2 separate regions of the Monodelphis domestica genome follow, and region 2 is linked to region 1. A link is a contact called in public Hi-C data. All regions are on one chromosome and are shown on one strand. Each heading gives the region's core, a stretch centred on a gene start, on an enhancer-like site or on the middle of the called end of the contact. The rest is flanking DNA. Distances are from core to core; before and after follow the strand shown. Region 1 overlaps SDK2 (sidekick cell adhesion molecule 2). Region 2 holds the start of CPSF4L (cleavage and polyadenylation specific factor 4 like).

The links. Hi-C and Micro-C count contacts between places; a contact is called where the count stands out from the background.
Region 2: a contact with region 1 is called in a Hi-C map of limb, with 5 times the contacts expected there. The contact joins the promoter of CPSF4L here to the enhancer-like site in region 1. A contact is called at or near these places in 2 of 2 Hi-C or Micro-C datasets (limb and spleen and liver).

What each region holds. Positions count from the first base shown.
Region 1 is chr2:216,157,847-216,161,387 of mMonDom1.pri, forward strand. It overlaps SDK2 (sidekick cell adhesion molecule 2), which reads left to right. Exons shown (of 44, transcript XM_056817208.1): 36 at 2,660-2,846. Among named protein-coding and RNA genes, the nearest start is that of CDC42EP4, 89 kb to the right of the region's middle. Within about 2 kb of position 1,680, at least 1 of the 2 cell types and tissues checked has open chromatin away from gene starts, as enhancers often do.
Region 2 is chr2:216,308,380-216,312,062 of mMonDom1.pri, forward strand. CPSF4L (cleavage and polyadenylation specific factor 4 like) reads left to right here and starts at 2,120. Exons shown (of 7, transcript XM_007482712.2): 1 at 2,120-2,245; 2 at 3,377-3,427. The coding sequence starts at 2,143. All of the region lies in intron 2 of C2H17orf80 (chromosome 2 C17orf80 homolog), which reads right to left.

The sequences.
Region 1 (3,541 bases), core at 430-2,929:
AAATTCAACTAGAGAGACAAAAAGTTTACTGGGTGAAAGAAGGGTGCCTAGCAGCACCAAGTCTCAAACCCTACTACAAAGCAGTAATCAAAACTTCTTTGTACCGATTTTTAAAAGAAAAAAGTTTATCCATAGAACAAATTAGATAAGATGACCCTGAAACTCAAAGACTCCAAGTACTAGGGTAAGGACTCACTATTCAACAAAGATTGCTGGAAAAACCAGGAGTTAGATAGAAATTAGTTGTGGACCAACATCTGAGACCATATACCACAATAAACTGCTCCAAATGAACACATGACCTAGATATTAAAGGTCATATCATGAACAAATTAAAAGAATAGGAAAGCAAATACGCAAATACTGTTCACAGGTATGGAGAGAGGAAGTCTTTGACTATACAAAAGATAGAGAGGACAACAGGAGACAAAATGGAAAATTTTGAGTGCATAAAATTTAAATTTTTGCCCAAATAAAATATATGCGATTAGAATTAGAAAAGAACTAGTTTACCACAGTGGGGAAATCTTTGCAACAAGATACAGGACTGATATCCAAGATATTTAGACAACCAATACAAATACATAAGAAAAAGAACCATTCCCCAATAGATAAAAAAAGTATAGTCAAAAGTATGAATGGGAAGTTTTCAAAGAAGAAAAGCAAACTATTGATACCTATATGAAAACATGCTTTAAATCACTAATAATAAGAGAACTATAAATTTAGATAATTCTGAGGTTCCAGCTTATTCCCTACAGTTTGTCAAATATTACAAAAATGGAAAATAACAATTGTTTGCAGGGCAATGAGAAGACAAGCAAACTAATATATTATTTTTCTTTTCTCTACTCAAACTCAAGTAGCCTGATTGCCTCTAGGATCATGTATATATAAAATTCCTTGTTCGGTTTTTAAAACCCTTTTACAACCTGGCCCTAACGTATCCTTCCAGGTTTGTTTTCATTCCTTTTCCAGTAGAATATTGGAGAACCAGGCTAGCTTTCTTCCTGATCCTCATACATGGCTCTTCATACATTGGATCTTCCATCTCCATTCCTCACACAGCCATGCTCATAATCATATAACAGGTTTCTTCCTTGTTTCTATCTTATAGAAGCCATCACTTTCTTCTAGAGATAACTCAAACAAAATTTTCTCTTTCTGACTCTTTTCCTCCCACCTTCACCAACTGCTAGTATTCTCTCTCTCTCTAACTACTTTGTCTTACTTTTGGATATATTTTTCTATTTCCACGTATTTTCTCTAATAGAATATAAATAAACTTCTCAGACTGTTTCACCAAACTAATACATTCTTGGTAGAACTGCAAATCAACCATTCTAAAAAGCAACTTGGAACTCTGCCCCCAAAGTGATTAAAACTATGTATAAATACTAGGCATATACCCCCAAAGAGATTAAAGAAGAGCACTATGCACAAAAATATTTGTAAAGGCTCTTTTTGTAGTAACAAGGAATTGTAAACAAAAAAGATGCTATTCATTGGTGAATAACTAAACAAATTTTGGTAAATGAGTGTTATATAATACTATTGTGCTGTAAGAAATGACAAAAGGGATGGTTTCAGAGAAAGCTGGGAGGATTTGTATGAAGTAATGCAGAATGAAGTGACTAGAACCAGAACAATGTATCTATGACTACAAGACTGTATTCAATGAAACAATCAAAGCAACTGTGAAAGATTTGAGACTTCTGAGTGATGCAATGACGAGTCAGGTCTCCAGAAGACTGATGATGAATCATGCTTCCCATTTCTCCCTTCTTGGTCAATAAATGAGGTGCAGAATGAGGCATCCTTTTTCTTTTTTTTTAACCCTTATTTTCTGTCTTAGAATTGACACTAAGTATCAGTTCCAAGGCAGAAGAACAGTAAGGGCTAGACAATGGGGGTTAAGTGACTTGTGTTGAGGCCATATTTGAACCCAGGACCTCCTATCTCCAGATCTAGCTCTCTATCCACTGAGCAACCAAGCTGTTCTGTGGCATATATTTTCAAAAATGGTCAACATGTGAATTTATTTTGCTTGACTATGGTTATTTGATTAAAGCAAGGACTTTGATTATTTAAAGGAATGAAGGAAGGAGAAATTAAGGGTAGGAATGAAGTGAGTGATGTCAGAAAAAAGGAAAAAAAGGGGGGAAAAAGACCATCAGCAAAACTTTTTTTTTCTAATTCTGACAGGATCAGAAGGAATTTCGAAGGGGGACATAGGCAAGCAAAATATTATAACTAATTAGAACTAACATGTTAAATTTGAAATTTACATCAAAGAAAACAAACTCTGCATAGTAGAGATTCAACAGGCCTCATACAGGGATTTGGTAACTTCCTTCTTAGACTCCCACAGGCTAGCAGAGATATTCTTTGTAGGTAAACATGAAGAACTGTAAGAAAAAACTCTTCTTACAGATATTATACCAGAATAAGTATTTCTTGCTGGTGGTTATGGAAGAGCCACTGAGTCATTTTGACTCCTGGAAAGAGCTAAACATTCCTTCTCTTTGTTTTGCTTCCTAAGCAACTCAGAGTCTGATCTCACTACTTCAGAAGGGCAGTGCCTTATGGGAACTGGGCAGCTCAAGAGTTCCGGTGTCTGGAGCCTCACTCACCTCCCTCCAATTATCTCTGCCCACAGATTTATTTTTGGGAAGCTCAACGACGGAATAGCACAGAACGGCTCAAGACACTCTTCCTACCTGAGAATGGTGTGAAACTCAAGAACCTGACCGGCTACACTGCCTACCTGGTCAGTGTGGCAGCTTTCAATGCTGCAGGCGATGGACCACGGAGTGCCCCCAGCCAGGGTCGGACTCAACAAGCAGGTGGGCAGTGGAAGATGCTCCCCACATGACTGTGCTCTGGCTCAGAAGAGGAGAACCTACCTGGGCTCCTTAAAAAGACAAGATTTTTTTTTAATTATAATTTAATTCCAAGGTACCCATGCCAAGTACCTGGGCAGTATGGGTCTCTGTTAGAGTCCAAGGGAAAATAGGGGGGAAATGCTTAGCTCTAAGATATAGCGGGGTCAAGAGAGAAAAGCAATCTCAATGGTGAACTCACTGGCCGGCATTATCCAGACCTCATTCCTCCACTTCTTCCAGCCTGACTTCCACCATCCTTGGCTTCGCCCATCCTATGATGTATCTCTGCTGTCTTATCACCCTTCCTATTTTCTCCCCTTCCACTCCCTCTCTCCTCCTGCCCAACCTACTAGTGCTGCTTCTCCACTTTCTATCCTTCCATTCCAGGCATGAAGAACATTCTAGAGCCCTACATAGTTCCCCGACAACTTTCGCTTGTCCTGTGTTTGAAGGGACAGACAAGTTTGGTTTCCTGCCTTTTAGTACAGGAAAATTAGATGTAGAAGTTATTTCATCTGACTTCCTGCCCCTAAACAACAGAGAGGGTTTCTGTACTTCTTTTAGGATTTTAGAACTCTACACATCATAATCACTGTCCAGTTATCCATTTGGGGGAGGTTATTTCTTCTCTGATGTTCCCACCTTGAAAGCAACCT
Region 2 (3,683 bases), core at 870-3,369, 150 kb after region 1:
CCTTCTCACCTAGAAAAGAAATGAAATGTTTCCTGGTAACAATGGACAGTTAACTATAAAATCTTATCCTATGCACTGGTCTGAATGCAAGATTCTGCCTTGAGGGTCTCTTACTTCTTTCTGATGGGGGAAAGTATGTTTTATTGTCTATTTTTTGAGACCATCATTTTTTTCAATTACTGAGAATCCCTGTAGCTTTTAGTGACTTTCTATTTATGATGCAAGCTTTGTGTTCTTTTGATTTGATTTATTTCACTCTGCATAAGTTTGAATAAATTTTTTACCTTCTTGAGTTTTTCTTACTCCAGAATAATATACTATTACATTCATTGCCATAATTTGTTCAATCATCTTCTGACTGATGGGTGCTCACTTTGTTCTAAGTTCTTTGCTACTATAAAAAATTGCTATGAATATTTTGGTATATGTTGGAATTTTGTTTCTCTCTGACCTTGACGTTCTTGCCTGGTAGTGGGATTGCTGGGTCAAAGAGCAAGGGGAAGGTGGGGCAGCTAGGTAGCATAGTAGATAAAGTGACAGGCCTGGAGCCTGAGGGAACTGGATTCAAATGTGGCCTCAGATACTTCCCAGCAGTGTAACCCTGGGCAAGTCACTTAACCCCCATTGGCTAGTTCTTACTTATGCTAAGACAGAAGGTAAAGGTTTTTAAAAAAGAGAGTAAGGGAGTCACCTTTCTTGCATATCATCCCTGTTTAGTTTATTTCTTTCTCTAATAGTTTTAGAATAGGGGCTCTAAATTTTGGGGCCCCAGACAGATACTAGGGTGTCCATGAATTTGGATGCAAAAAAAATTACATTTTTCTTTTTGCTAACCTAGAACTGAAATTTAGCATTTCGTTCCATTGTGAATGTAGGCAACATACATTACTCTGAGAAGGGGCCCCAAGGCTTTCCAGACTACCAAAAGGGTACTGACACAAAGGAGGTTAAGATTCCCTGTTTTACATTGTACACGGCAACAGCAATATCAGAATGATAATCAACTGTGAAAGACTTCGCTGCACTTGTCAGTACAATGATCCACTGTTCCAAAGGACTCAAGATGAAAAATGCTATCTACCTCCAAAGAGAAATGATGTGCAGATTTTTTAAATTTTATTTTTTATTGTCATGAGAAACACACTTTCATAATGGTCATTGTGGGAAGAGCAAACTCATACAAAACCCTAACCCCAAAATAAAACCTTAAACACACTGATGTGAACGATGACTCCAACTGTTCTTCCTCTGGAGGTGGAGAGCATTCCCCATCATAAGTCTTTCAGGATTGTCCCAGATCATTACATTGTTGAGAGAAGCCAAGTTTTCACAGATAATCCTTGGCCAATATTGCTGTTACTGTGTACAATGTTCTCCCAGGTCTGCTTATTTCACTCTGCATCTGTTTCTGCAGATCTTTCCAGCTTTTTCTGAAATCATCATGCTTATCATTTCTTACATACAATAAAATCCCATCACCAACATGTACCACAATTTGTTCCCCAATTGAAGGGCATTCCCTCAATTTCCAATTCTTTGCTACCTCAAAAAGGGCAGCTATAAATGTTTGCACAAGTAGGTCATTTCCCCTTTTTTATTATCCAAGTGCAGATTAAAGAATATTTTTCACTTTTTTTCTTGAGTCATGGTTAACGTGGAAGTATTGTATTTCTTGTCTTCTCGATGGGTGGGGAAAGGAGAGAATTTAGAAATGAAAATAAAAATAATTCAACAACCAAAAAAAAAACAAAATTTTTGTGTTTTAGGAAATATTGAAGGGCTACAGTGGTGAAGAGAGCATCAGTGACCCAGAAAGCTATTATAGAATTAAAGAAAAAAACTCCTTAGCTTTGGTAGCATTAGAGAACTAGTCTCATTTGTTCATGCCACTTTCTGACTTTGGTGACCAGGTATACAACCTATGTGTGTTTGGCACCCTAAGACTGGATGTATAGTCAGATCCTAGCTCTCTAGCTGCCTAGGGAACATCTAAGGATTCAAAAAAGAAAGAAAAAAATAAGAAACTAGGAAGGGAAATTAGTCCTTATTCCCCTTTAGCTGACCCTGTGATGAGCTTTATATAGGATTCACCTGTAGAGTTTCTAGGTTAAGGCTAAGCTATCCCCAGGGAGAAGGCTCAAGATGCAGGAACTCATTGCTGGGTTGGAGAAAATGACCTTTAATCTTGAGGAGGATGTGGAGAACCAGAGGGGTGTTGGGTACCTGCCCTTCCCAGGAATGGACAGTAAGTTGGGGATGGGAGGAATATGACAATTGGCCAACTCTTCTTTGTGGGGGCCCTTCCCTTCTTTCAATATTCTTTTTAACCTATAACAAAGGTTCTTACGCTTTGGTCCATGAACTTTAAAGCAAAAGTGTAGTTATATTTAAATATACAGATATAGTAATCATAGTTAGCATTTTTTAAAAATTCAATTGTATGGAGGCAGCTAGGTAGCTCAGTGGATTGAGAGCCCTCAAACATATAAACATACTTAACATGAACAAACTTAGCCATATGACCCTGGGAAGGTCATTTAACCCCCATTTTCTAGCCCTTATCATTTTTCTGCCTTGCAACCAATACACAGTATTGATTCTAAGACATAAAGACAAAAAAATGTTTTTTTTAAAAAAAAACAAAAAATTCCATTTTATTTTACTTTTGTTTCCAAATTCTCTCTCTCCCTTATCCCTCTTCCACACACCCCTTGAGAAGGCAAGAAAAAACAAAGCCCATCATGAATCTGTCTAACTCCCTCATTGGCCTTTGTCGTTCTTTATTATCCTAGGTGTTTTATTTTATATATTTAAAAACATTATTCCATGAAGGAGATTCATAGCTTCACCAGACTGCCAAAGGGGTCTAAGATACTTTAAAAGGCTAAGAACTTCTGGACCAGATTAGCCTTTCTCTTTCATCCTTTCTTCTTATGTCCCTCCCTGCTCAGAAAGTGGAAAGGTTGCATCTAAAGGCCATCTGGTCCAATCTAGGGTTTTAAGAATAGCCTTTATACTCAGGCTCTCTGACCTGAACTCTTATCTTCCCCAAGGCTCTGGAAAGATGGGGCCAGAAACTACGCAGCCATTTTCCATATGGGATATTCTGAGAATCATAAGAGAAAAGGTCAGGTCTCTTGATTCCCCACACAGGCTGTTAGGTGAGGAAGAGAAGAGAAAAAAGAGAAATCTAGGAAACTGGGGAGAGGTGTTTGTAGTATTTTGGTGATTTGATGCCTGCCACAAAGGAGCTCCATTTGTGGGATTCTCTGGGTCCTTATGCTCTGGGAGAGTCAGATTTTTCTTTTTTCTTTTTTAAGCATGAGAGGTAAGGACAGGAGCAAACTCCACAACTTGTTATTTTCTTCTCTTCTAGAATCGGGGGTGGCTGTGTGCACCTTCTTTCTTAAAGGCTTCTGTGAGAAAGGTGAGTTCAAAAGAAATAGATCTGGTCTCAAATTGGCTTCCTATAGCTGCGTGACCCTGGACAAGTCACTTAACCCCCATTGCCTAGCCCTTACTGCTCTTCTGTCTTGAAACCAATACACAGTATTGATTCTAAGATGGAAGATAAGGGTTTTTTAAAAAGTCTTCCTTTCAAGGGGCATATACTGCAGCCAGGTTGTGACTTAAATGGTGCATGGAATTTTCTCATGGTACCCAGTGCTGTAGGTGACCAAGGT